Linked DNA regions of Zea mays: regions 1 and 2 are each linked to region 3. A link is a contact called in public Hi-C data. All regions are on one chromosome and are shown on one strand. Each heading gives the region's core, a stretch centred on a gene start, on an enhancer-like site or on the middle of the called end of the contact. The rest is flanking DNA. Distances are from core to core; before and after follow the strand shown. Region 1 holds the start of LOC103651344 (transcription factor MYB4). Region 2 holds the start of LOC100283437. Region 3 holds the start of LOC100382758.

Region 1 (4,314 bases), core at 185-2,684, 140 kb before region 3:
ACGGATCGAGCGCGCGCCAGTGTTGTCTCCGCGGTCATGTCAGGCTGTGGCAGAGGCCGGCCGGCGGCTTGGCATGGGCGTGGTCCGCGGCCGCCCACATCTCGGCCGGCGCGTTGGGGAAGTAGCACGCGGAGAGCTCCTGCAGGGACGCCGCTGGAAATCTGTCCTGCAGCAGCAGCGGGGCGAGGAGCCCGGCCCCGGCCCCGGCGCCGAAGAAGTCGCCGTCGCCGGGCGGGAACTCGCTGTCCCCGAGGAGCTCGGGCAGGAACATGTCGTCGAGGGGCAGCCCGCCGGCCCAGCTGGCGCCGACGGGTGGTGGCGCGGGAGGGACGAACTCGGCGGCGAGCGAAGACGCCTGCTGCGGCAGAGACAGTGGTGCTGGCGCCGCCGCCGTGCTGTCGTAGCGCGCGAGCACCGGAGCGGCCTGCAGCGCCGACGGGGAGGGGTACATGGCCCCGAAGCTGCACGCGTCGCTGGCGCTCGCGGTGGTGACGGCGGACGAGGCGGACGCGGGCGACGGCTGCACGGAGGCGCATTGGCTTCGGGGAGCGGCGGCGGCGGCGGCGGCGCGGCGGCCGCGGCCTCCTGAGCTGTGCTGCTGCTGGTAGTACTCTTGCTGCTGCTGCTGCTGCTGCTGCATGGCGATCGCCTTCTTCTTGAGCTTGGTGTTCCAGTAGTTCTTGACGTCGTTGTCCGTCCGCCCGGGCAGCTTGGACGCGATGATGGACCACCTGCTCCCGATGGAGCTGTAGAGGGAGCAGATGACCCGGTCCTCCTGCTCCGTGTAGCCGCCGTGCTTGATGTCGGGGCGCAGGTAGTTGAGCCACCGCAGCCGGCAGCTCTTGCCGCACCGGTTGAGCCCTGCGCGCGATACATGGACAGGACGAATTAAAGCAACCATCATGAGCAAGGAAACCATCTCGCGGGCATGCACAGAACAGCTAGTACGCACCTGCTTTGTGCGGGAGCGCGATCCAGTTGCCGCCCGTGCCGTGGTTCTGGACGTAGCTGCGCAGCAGGTCGTCCTCCTCGGGCGACCACGGCCCCCGCTTCACACTCGTCTTGTCGCAGCACGGCGCCCGACCCATGCTGGCGCTGCTGCTGCTGCTGCGCGCGCTTGGAATGGGATCGAAGAACTGGGTGGTGGCGCGGGGTGGGGGGGGGGGGGGGGGGGGGTGGCGGCCGTGTGTTTTCTGGCACAAGGTGGGCAGGCAACAAGGCCAGCAAGCGAGCTGCGGCCTGTGGGGAGCGCAGGCGTGTTTTATAGCGGCAGGCAGGCAGGCAGCTTCACACCTCGAGTCCCTGAGCCAGCACCAGCTCCAGGCGCGCGTTCGGGGTCTGGGGCCTGGGATAGTGGGCGTGGGCCAGGTGCGACCATTTTGCGGAGCCGTCCCCGTCCCCCCACGGCCGTATTATTGTTCGTCCCTGTCCCAGTTTGTTTTGCAAAAAAAATATATACATACATTTTGCTTCTATAATACTCATGTGTGTGTTGACCAGTACTTGCGAGTTTTACTACTCGTGAGTTTAGTCAATCCGTCCGGTTGTGCTTGTCCACAGGCATACAAGTGGCGCTTGTCCTTTGTACCACTACCACCCCCTGCAAGCACGCGGTGAGGAGCGTCATTTTTATGTCACCCCCACTAGACAGACTAGAAAAATGTACGTAATCCCTCCGTTTATTTTTATTTGTCGCTGGATAGTGCAATTTTACACTATACAGCGACAAATAAAAAGAAACGGAGGGAGTAGTTCCTTTGCAACCGCGTCCCTGTGGCTACTGCACAACACTTCCTTCAAATACAGTCCTTCCTTAGGCATTATTGTTGACAAACGCAGGTGCGTCGTCGTTGATTATATAAATAAAAGCTTGTGTTTAGAACCTGTCTGTGTGCCCATGCGACGCACGCTTCGTCAAACCTGCGCTGCGCTGCACTGCACCCATGCGGACACCGCCACGCCACGGGATATAAAAAGAAAGAACGCGAGGCTCGCGAGCATGGCCGTATCCGTATGGATTGCTTGGACGTACGCCTTTCCCTTTCGGCTTACTAGGGTAGGGCCGGGGGACGCCGAGCGCGCGAAGCAGCAGCAGAGCGGTGCGGCGGGGGGTCAAGCGTGGGGTGACTCACAGGATTGTGCTGTGCTGTGCGCTACCTGCCGCTGCCGGGGGGCATTCTTCGCGTCGCCGGCCGTTACGACGCAACACCACCAACCCGTTTGACCCTTGTCATCGTCTCGAAGGAGGAGTGTACACTCCTCCAAGTCTAGGGTGGGCACTCTCGTCTTTCCTTCCCCTGTTTAGACGACGAAGACCTTCGCCCACAGTCGCTTTGGCGGGAAAAAAAGAGTAAACAAACAGTAGCCAAGGCGCATACGTCTGGGCCTTTTTGCGCCGGCGAAGACTGTGCAGATAGGAACGGAGCGAACGGAGATGGCCATCGTATAGTTCACACAGGGCCGAAGACAACTCATACGGCTGCTAGTGCTACCTGCTTTTATTTTTAATGTTCGGTTATGCAACGAGAACAAAACCGGAAGGAAGACGATGTGCTGTGCTGTGCTGTTGTGTGCAGGGTTCCAGGTTTCTGGCTTTGACTACGACCCCTGCCGTTCCGACATCTTTCAAAGGTTTCGCAACAACGGATTCACATGTGTATAGTCTGCTTGAAGCTTCCTATGCCGCCGGCCGTAGTGTGTTCGTCTTCACCAAAATCAGGTTCCAAGCACAAGATTGCTAAAAGGGAAAACAAACATGGAGTGTGCGAGAAGAGAGAGAAGTGTCGTTCGTCGAAACAATGGAGATGTGAGAAAGATGTTAAAAGATTGTTTTCTATTTTCTTTTCACGACGGCTCAAGCACACAATACTGCATAATGCGACATTTATATACCCATTGCCAACCGGCTACAATACCGGACTTTCAACCAGTACTTGACATCCGAGACTAAAGGTCTCAATCTTCAGTCCTGATTGTATGAACCATACTAAAAAAAGAACTTTAGTATCGGGTTTTGGCCTGAATCGGTACTAAAGATGTAACATTTAATATCGGTTCATGCCAGAAACCGATAGTACCGGTTTTAAGCAAAAACCTGTGCTAAATACCATGGTTAGAACAGGTTTTTGGTCTAAACTGGTACTATAAGTTGGTCCAGGGTCATATTGATATGTATATGTGTATCAACTTAGAGAACCAAAACATATATGCAATCCAGAGAACCAAAACATATATTTATATATGTATCAATCCAGAGAACCAAAACAAATATGATAACATGCATACAATATAAAATCAAATATAGTTCATAACAATCACCAATTTATAGTACACATCTCGGAGCTCAAAACCACTTCATATTTCACAACTCACTACATTGTTCATAACATTCAACACACTAACACAACATCATTAATCTAATAATCAACATAAGCTATATAGATTTTTGCTTCATAGTCTTCTAATGTCATAAATATCTGATGATATTTTCAATCTTCTTTCAGTAATTTGTGACCAAGATGAAGTACCGGGCCTATAAAGCCACACCTCATAAGTTTTTAGGTACACTTCTCCATGTTCATTGGACCATTGAATCCTAATTGCGTTGGTGAAAAATGAAAATACCTTCTAGTACCTGTTCTTACAAAAAAATGGTACTAGAGTAATAAAGGTTTGAGCTAGCTGTGAGATCTTTAGTACCAGTTTTGTAGTAGAACAAGTACTAAAGGTTTTGGTACCGGTTCTTATATTTAACCAGTACTAAATTACTTAATATTAGTATCGGTTATGGACAACAACCAGTACTAATTCGTTTTCAGGGATCTTCGTATTTAAAATTGACACTAAAGCCAATATCAATACTGGTTTTAAATAAACTGGAACAAAAGCTGTTGGACCGAAGCCCCATTCTTTAGTAGTGACAGATACATGAGACAATGGGACAATGGTGAATGGTTTCTTCTCTTATTATTTATTATGGGAGGGTACAAATTTATTGTACAGGAAGATAGAGCTCCTTAGATTCGTTTGCATTAGCCCATTTAACCTTTAGTAAGGGTTTCTTAACACTCTATATTAAATGAATACTACGACTAACTCATGCCTCATTAAAAATTCGAAAAACTAGTAGAAAAATAGAGAAAGAGTGCGTAATACCGCTCCATGTATTATACTTATTGCCTCATTTAAAATCATCTGTGAGATACTTAAGAAAAACTCATAATAGGAAAAAGAATATGATGGTTGTATTCAAGGGTGTATAGCTTATGATCTTCAAGATCGAATAGTAAGGACTAATATTCAAGGGTGTCCTCC
Region 2 (4,559 bases), core at 633-3,132, 150 kb after region 3:
AGTCACGTTGTTTGCCTATACTAATGTGCACAATGGAAATTAGAATGAACACACATCATGTTTTCTGAAACAAAAAAATTTAGGTATGTAAACATTTATTTGATAGAAATTACCGCTGAATCAGCCTTGCTTGAACTTGGTTTTCCTTTCCTTACAGAACTGTTAGAGGCAGTTGATGATTTAACCACAGAGCCTCCTTTACTCCCATTAGGTTTTGAGCTTCGGCTAGGTGTTCCAGTCCTTGATGAACCACGTGCCCAGGCTCCATCTTGGGAGGATTTTCTTGCACTAGATTGACCTCTTGTTGGTCTTCGGGTCGGTGTATCCCTTGGTGGAGCCCACACATCAGGATCATCAAAAGGAGCTGGTGAAGATGTTGGATACTCGTCCAACGGTTGGAAAACAAATGATTTATTGGAGCGAATAGGAGGTGATGAGGACCGCCTCGTCCCAGGAGCTTCTTTAAGGGACTTTAATTGAGCATCCAACTGTTTCACACTTTCCACTTCTTCAGAGATTGCTTTCTTGCAGTTCATCCATTTCGTACGAACCAAAGCATCGTCCAAAGTAGTTAGATGCCTGTATGGTTAAAATTAACCTTAATAACACGGAACACAACGAAAAGACATTATCTAGGCTTTTAACTCATTTTCCTAGTTATTTTATCATTAAATAAGAAAGAATGTGAGCCCCCCCCCTCAGGATAGTGCTTCAAAGTTATTATCTGTCTAACAGTAACTTCGACAATATTCCACTGTTCTATTTTAGACACACCACACACTATTTTGAAATTTGCAGGACTAAAATAAAGCATACAGCTAGGGGCGTAGCCAGAATTTTTCCTTGGGGGAGGGGCGGGGGGGGGGGGGGGGGGGGGGGGGGGGGGCAACACATATATAACTATTGTTGTAATGCTAATAAATTGAATGATGTATATATACAATGGCCACTAGTAGTAACAATTAACACATACATACGCTACGCTAAGTACATAACAAATTTTAACTTATTATAAACTAACTCTTTTATTTTACCCATAGATATATAACGGCGCCTCCCTTGTCTACGACACTGCATAAAGCTGTTTCACACTTTTTTCACTTATTTGCCTGTACGGCCGTACTTTTCTGAGAGTTCATCCATTTTCTATGAATCAGAGGATCAACATGCACAGTGTATCCATCGTATACTAACATGAAGTACAAGGAAAAACACATTTTTTAGCTTTTAAATATCTTCGCACCAACAGTACTCAATTGTTACAATCATTTATCCTAATATGGATGCAAATCAATTATATTTTTATCATTTCACTTAAAAAATGCAAACTAAAAATAGGGATAGACCCAACAACATAGCCAACATTTCAGCAAAATGCGCCACAGAGCAAAACGACAACTGCTAAACTACTGAAAGCAGCAGTCGAAATGAAAACCGTTGCCGTGAGGCCAAACCCGCAGATCCGGGCGGGCTGGACGTCGCGATTCACACCCACTGATCGCCGATTCGCCGTAGTGGCCTGATAGCGATCGAATCCACGGCGTAATACGGCAACTGGGGAACCGGGGTCAGGGGATTATAGGAAGCTCACTTGTTGATCTGAGCAATGGCGCCGTCGAAGAAGATTATGGAGGTGTCGTATAGGCCCTCGAGCGCGTAATCCCGCGCAAGCTTGATGTGGTCCTGCAGCCCCGCGAGGGGATTCGCCATTTCCGCCGCCGCCGCGAAGATCCGGCGATAGGGTTCCCGAATCCCGACAAAATGCGTGGTGTGGGAAGAGACGAGCAGGAGCAGTTCGCCAGTTCGATGGAGAGAACGCGAGGGAGGCCGAGAGCTGTAGTAGGAGAGTGGTTTGGTTTGGTTTCGAAAATCGAAATTTTGGGGACGAAATGGACTTTCGGTTAGGCCTGTTTGAAACTAGAGCCGATAGATAGCGGCTGAAATTAGCGGCAGAGATTCCAACGCCTAGTAGTTAATACTTTAGCTAACAATTAGTTCGTTAGCTCCAACTAACAATTTATTAGTTGTGTTAACTCAAACATGACCTTATTTTGTTGTTATAGAATTCGTTTAAATGGTTTCTCCGTAATAGTATTAACATATTAGGCTTTCTATAATAGTAACGTATTTTGTGTCCATGGACATTTGATTCAGTTTTTCCCGATGAGCTTTTCTAAAATTTTGGTTATGAAAATAATCTGAGTATATGAAAATTACGTGTGTAGAAAGATAAAAAAGTCCACAATTTATGATATTGAAAATGACGATTTTCTATTACCACAATTACTTGATCGATTTTGGGTTCACATTGATTTTATAGACCGAAAAGCTAGACGTTGACAGTATCCAACAGATTTCGATGGCCAGAAGTGGAAAAAAACTAAGAGTCCGTAGCCATTGGATCTCCGTCTTGTGGTGTGGTGACCTGCTGTTTTGCATTTATCCCCTCCCAGCTACGACGTATTTCCAAAACACCTCCTAGCCTGATTTTTTTTATAAAAAAAAACAGACAGATCCATCCCCACATACAGCTTCATTCTCCTTACATACATCAATACATGCTACCAACGCTGCCAATTTATGGCCAGGCCGCCACCGCTGTTCGGCCACCTCGTCGGCAAGTCTTATGCCTAACTTTAAACCTCTACTCATATACGTTTGATAGAGATAACATCCGCGATAGCGTTTTCTAATGTGTTGCATTGAGTGATTGTATGGAGTGGCACTAGATGGTACACCAATTTATAGTGTGTTACATTAAATGATTGTATTAAGTGACACTAGATGGTTGAGTTGCAAGACAACGGTGCTACGGTGCTAGTTACCTCCTAGACAATTTGGAGATTGTGACTCCGTCAAAGCATGCAAGAAACTTATGTGTAGCACTAGAAAATTCATTACGAGGGTATCATGCTCACCCCACTTAAGACACGAAGAGATCTACAAAGCTACTTTAGGATCAATATAGCTCTTAGAAAGAGATCTACTAGAACACTTCTCTGATTAGATATTACTATATATGGGAGAAATCGAACATACATGAAATTTGCATAATTAGGACATATTTGAACTAAGTCTAGAAAACGAGAGGCTATTAATATTTGCCCATGCTCCACTGTGGGGGTCATAAGTCCTACTCTGTATTTCAGAAAATGTACATTGTACATGAAAAACACTTAGACATTGTTCGGTTATTTCTATCCCATGTGGATTAGATGAAATTAAAAAATATATGAAAGATTTTGACTTGTTTAGGATTTAAACCCACTCAATTCCACCCAATTCACATGAACTGAGAGCAAAACAAATGAGCCCTCATTAGGATCTAGGATTCCTCCCTTCGTCTATGTCGATGACCAGTAGATGGTCTGGCTTTGAACCATTCGGTCCCTCTTTGTACAACTTGGGCAAATATGCGTGGTATGCTGGTAGGTAGCGTGATACAAAATCCATAACCTGAAAGAACTACCAGCATTATATTTCTGTAGATAATCGACTTGTTCTAGAAAAAAAACTAAAGTTAATTGTTGGATAAATGAGTATATATGCTTCCTTTTTAAAATAAATGACATGAAAATGGTTTGCTGAAAGAAGAACATCGGTAACCAGTCAATCAGTAATTTTTCTTTCCACTACCATGACTTTAACAAATAATGTTCAAGGATAACGAAGGGGTCACTCTAAGGAGCGAATAGTTTTGTCAGAGAACGCACCTCCTCATCAGACATTCCAGGTTTTCCATCTGCTCTCATAGCTATCTCCGCCTGCAGTCCAAATACTAAACTCAGAAAGTGCAATTCATGGTTTGTTACAGAGTTCAGTAGCACCACTTGCCACTAGTCAGATTATTCGAGTAATGACCTGCAGCCTCCACTGATAGACAGAACTAGGTTCTCTTATTTTTATAACGATCCACGAGTCGATGAACCTGTCCCAAGCGTCATAGTATGCTTCAAGGTTGTTGTTAACCACCTCGAGCTGAAGGTGACAAAATTACTAAATAGTGTCATACTATTGCTTCAGGTAAGGTAAAAACAACAGAATCAGATAATTGCCTGGGGATCCACTGCTTTCACAACTTCATTTGGAAGAGGTTTAAATCCAAGCATCCATCCTTCAAAGAAAACAACCTAGGATAGCAAAGAAGACACACTTAAGTTGAGAATCACTTACACTTAGTCACTTACCAAACTAATTTTCCTCGACTAAACATGAGATTACCTCTAACGGCCCTTCAACCTCCGGCCACACAGAAGGATCAGCACGATCACCTCTTCCCCCAAAAGCAGACTACATGAACATGTGACATGTATCATGCAGCTGATCAGCTATAAGCCTATAAACATCAGCCAGAGGAACATTAACTGCACCCTTTACCTTGTCATACCGTGGAACCTTCATCTTGATGCCTAATGTTGTGAAAACAATAGTGAGTTCACTAAAATATGTTTTAAAATTGTTGTAAATCATTTTACTAATTTTCCAAGAAGGCACAAATCATCATCCCAAATAAACAACTAGTTTGAAGAAGGCCCAAATATTTGTCTAAACATGTACCT
Region 3 (4,254 bases), core at 1,620-4,119:
AACATTTTAGAGATTTGGGGCCAACTCAAATATTGGGGCCTTTTCTATATAAATATAATTTTACTTACGTACTTTTTTATCAGTAGAAATTAACATGGTATTATAAATGTTTCAAATTAGCCGTACAACATTTTAAAGTTTCTTCTAATATTTCTTGATGCAAAGTCATCAATAATGGTGTTGATATCAACCTCAGCTAACAATTGTTTTTTTCAATACATAAAGCTATCAACTCGTTTACACGTTCTTGAGATACTGTAGACCTTAATAGTTCTTCAATGATTTTATTTTTAAAAAGTCTCTTTCAACTGATGCGATCGTTATAGGTATGGTAAATAAGATCCAATAAACAACATATATATTAGAACAAGAATCCATCTTTTGGATATACACAAGATCTACATAGAAGACATTGATGTTTTTCGCAGATTTAACTTCAGCCTTTTTATATGTTTATATTTTTTTAGTGTACCAAAATTAGGTTACCTTTATATAAAAGACATGGGGAGGGGGCCATCGGATTTGGGGACCTAGGCGCGGACGCCCTGGTGGCCCTTTACCCAAATCAGGCTTTGTATTCAAACATCGATGAATGATAAAAATCATAAAGTGTACTATGCATATTTTAAATTTTAGGAGGGACTTTAGAAAGGCTTCATGGGCTCGCGAGCAGTAAGGATCATGATGGAGGCGCGCTTCGTTGGCCTTAAGTTGGGAGACGCAGGAGGCAGTGGCCATGGAGGTGATCTTGCGTTTCACATCCAGTTGCTCATACGTGTTGGTGAGAATCACAGCCAGGATCTCGTCGTGAAGGTGAAAGTCCACACCCGACGCGCCGACGCTTCCGCCTTGTGCCTCGCCATTGACGGTGCCGAGGGACGGGTGGGTGCCTAGGTGTGTCACTTCTTGGTGGTGCTGGCGGTGGTTCCTGACGAGGGGAGAGGGACGGGAGGAAACTAAAGCTTTTTAAAAAAAAAATCTTTACGGGTACCGACGTGGACATATGAATTGTGTGTCATATACGGTTCGGTGTTCCATGTCATTTTCTCACTTATTTACGGATATCGCATGGGCGCGCTACACAGGGGGGCGAGTGTTGGGACCTGGCTAGTGGCCACAATGTTTCACAGGCAAGGTGCAAGGGTAAGGGCGGGGCACGTGGATCGAATATGTGTGTGCGATGCGTAGGGAAGCAGATTATAGGTGTGGGCAATGTGCATAGACAACGGCGTGGCCTAGGAGCGATCGAAATAAGATCAACTTTAGCAACGTGCCCATCCATATCCCCATTTTACATGTTGCACACCCTTCACATCGGCCAGGCCAGGTCGTCCAACGGTCTCCCAATCCACATCCGTATCTGTGTTTATGATAGCTTAGTCTCGTGAGCGTCAGATTTTAAATGCTTTGTTCGCGGAAATGAGAGATACTACGTGGGAATGGGGAGTGAAATATCGGACGTCCATTTTGCGGAGAGGGATATGTGGAGGTTGCTGGAGAGCAAAATAGTGTCTTAGAGCACGTAGAATGAGGATAGGGAGCGCGATGAGAAGATTGCTGGAGTTGGCCTAAAGTTTTCTTCAGCAGCCTTTCTATTCCACTGCCTATATTGTCCTGTATTTTAAACTTTACTTTATAAACAATACAGTCTACAGTATAAAACGGTGTTATACACAACTATATACACGCTCTGCCGAGCACACGGTCTAACGACAAGGTATTTTCTCCCTTACATACTTGATCCCTGTAGGGACTACATCTGTTGTAGAGGCTACAGAAATAAAGAAGATGTAGTGAAGAGAAGAGACAGAAACAGAGATAGCATTTTCTCAAAGCTGATATTATATATTATATGTTTTGAGATACGAGTTTCTCAAAGCTGGCATTCTTGTAAAGAAGTAGATTGAGATCAGACTGTGCTATCCTTTCGGGCGGCGCCGGCCCGTTGCTGGCCGTGCGCGTGGCCGTGGTCGGCGCTGCTGGTGGTGTCGAGGAAGTAGAGCAGGCCGCACATGAGCACGCTGCAGGCCAGCATCGGTATGGGGCCGAACGTCCAGAGGAAGAGCGCGAGGGAGACGTAGAAGGCGCGCAGGCCGAGCGACCAGGCGTAGCTGCCGCGGTTCACCGTCCGCGCCACGTACGACGCGAACTCCTCGCGCGCCTCGTCGCCGGGCCCGGGCGGCAGGCCGCCCAGGAGGAAGCTGGCGTGCGCGTACAGGCGGATGGCCTGCACGTTGCAGACGAAGGCGAGCATGAAGCAGAGCGACACGGCCAGGTACTTGGCCGCGAACACCTCCCCGGCCTTGCTCCCGTACACCAGCCGCGGCGCCTTGGAGGACGGCGAGGAAGAGGAGGAGGCCGGAGACGTGACGCCGATGAAGACGCTGATGACGGAGACCAGCGTGATGGCCGTGGTCGCCAGCACCGTCGACGCCATGATGTTGTTCCGCAGCGTCTGCACCGCGAGCACGCCGTTCTTCTCCGTGTTCTGCTGGCCGGCCGGCCGGTGCGCCATCCATGGTATGTATGCACGCAGCAAGAGAGTAATGGAATGGGATACGGTGATGAGGGAGAGAGTGAGTGGGAGGAGCTAGCTAGGCCGATCGATGAGATGGGAAGGTGCATGGTACCGACGGCCATCATGGCGGCGACCCAGCGCTTGCGTGCGATGGCGTTGAGGCCGATGATGGTCCGGGTGGGATGGCGCAGGATCGCCCAGAGGAGCCACAGGTGGTAGCCGGCCACCGCCGCCAGGGCCAGCGGCACCAGCACCAGGTCCAGCTGCTCCTCCCGGAACATCGTACCGTACCTCTGATGCCGATTCCTCTCACCGCGCCTGCCTGCCTGCCTATATGCTGTCTCTCCGGCCGATGCCGGTGGATGGTTTTGGGCGAAATCGAACGGGACCCGTCTACTTTAGAGTGAAATCAGGAGTCACGACGCGCAATCCTTTTTTTCTGGGCCGCTCAAATTAGACGAGCTACGAAGGCGACGGGGCTAAACAACTCGTGACTGCGTGGCGGCTAGCCGGCTACTGCGGCGTACGCACTTCCGGATGGCGTGGGATGGTGGTGGGCTGGGATAGGCGCGCCGCCGGCGAAGTGCGAATTGAACACTCCGTCAGCGCGCACCCACCATTGTAGTAGCTTGTTAAAGAGCTGGCTCGTTTTGAGAAAAATTGAGGATTTTGACTAGTTTAACAACCCTATTTTTCTAAACGATTTTCATTTTCTCATAAAAAATTAGTTTATTTTTCTTTGCAAAAATAAAAATTCTTTAAAAAATAGGATTATGAAATTAGCACTATACTCTAGTATTGACATAAATCCATGTGTTGAGATAGATTGATGTATAATTTAGTTTAAGTTACACCATAATCCACCTCAATATATGTGGATTGAGGTCAATAATAAAGTACTCAAACAAAACCTTATAAGGTTTAATCCTTCTCAATCCCTTCTATTAATTGCTTAATTAAGACTTTGTTCGTTTCATCCCTAAATTTTGGAGGGTAAGGAAGATTGAGGAGAATTTTGACTTGGTGGTGGTTTAATTTTGTTAGGGAATAAAATAGACACAAAGATTTATGTGGAAAATCCTTCCAATATGGAGGAACAAACAATCACAAGGAAATAGATTCACTATCAACCGTAGAGTACAAGTTACAAGGAGGACCTATATTTATAGGCATACATGAAAACATATTCTAAGGTATATTTCAAATATATAAAAGGAATTAGAGGCATATTCCAACAAATCTCCATTGACTCTAAATCCATAGAGTTGTTTCCCAAACACCACTAGGATGCTAAATTTGAATATCAACCAAGTCTAAGAAATCATTAGACATGGAAATGGATCACGACTTCGTATCATCAAAATAACCTCTATTCTGGAACGCAATAGAAACACTTCAACATCAAATGTTAAACATTGCAAGTAGTAGAAATTACTCAAACGATTGCCCTTCAAGATAATACGATTGCCATGAGAAACCTTAAGATCAAGCGGTTACGACCATAATGTGGATAAAAACAATGTGACTAACCCTAGCTTCGATACCACTTGTTAGGAAAATAAAATAGACACAAAGATTATTTACGTGGAAAAATCTCCTCCAATATGGAGGAGCAAACAACCACGAGAGAACAGATCCAATATCAACTGCAGAGTACAAGTTACAAAGAGAGTCTATATTTATAGGTATACAGGAAAACATATTCTAAGACATATTACAAATATATAAAAGGAATT

Evidence for each region. Hi-C and Micro-C count contacts between places; a contact is called where the count stands out from the background.
Region 1: a Hi-C map of leaf shows a contact between it and region 3, with 3 times the contacts expected there. The contact joins the promoter of LOC103651344 here to the promoter of LOC100382758 in region 3. A contact is called at or near these places in 15 of 25 Hi-C or Micro-C datasets (bundle sheath, ear, endosperm and 3 more) and 2 of 3 datasets of contacts at active chromatin or transcription factors (leaf and seedling).
Region 2: a contact with region 3 is called in a Hi-C map of root tip, with 5 times the contacts expected there. The contact joins the promoter of LOC100283437 here to the promoter of LOC100382758 in region 3. A contact is called at or near these places in 5 of 25 Hi-C or Micro-C datasets (ear, endosperm, leaf and 2 more).

What each region holds. Positions count from the first base shown.
Region 1 is chr3:213,340,952-213,345,265 of Zm-B73-REFERENCE-NAM-5.0, forward strand. LOC103651344 (transcription factor MYB4) reads right to left here and starts at 1,435. Exons shown (of 2, transcript XM_008676965.4): 1 at 953-1,435; 2 at 1-861. The coding sequence starts at 1,088. The coding sequence ends at 35.
Region 2 is chr3:213,627,514-213,632,072 of Zm-B73-REFERENCE-NAM-5.0, forward strand. It overlaps LOC100283437, which reads right to left and starts at 1,883. Exons shown (of 7, transcript NM_001156338.2): 1 at 1,592-1,883; 2 at 114-579. The coding sequence starts at 1,710. LOC103651345 (D-glycerate 3-kinase, chloroplastic-like) reads right to left here. Exons shown (of 12, transcript NM_001326531.1): 6 at 4,558-4,559; 7 at 4,378-4,409; 8 at 4,222-4,290; 9 at 4,056-4,130; 10 at 3,862-3,978; 11 at 3,714-3,764; 12 at 3,195-3,456. The coding sequence ends at 3,319.
Region 3 is chr3:213,476,282-213,480,535 of Zm-B73-REFERENCE-NAM-5.0, forward strand. LOC100382758 reads right to left here and starts at 2,870. Exons shown (of 2, transcript NM_001175473.1): 1 at 2,635-2,870; 2 at 1,829-2,488. The coding sequence starts at 2,799. The coding sequence ends at 1,910.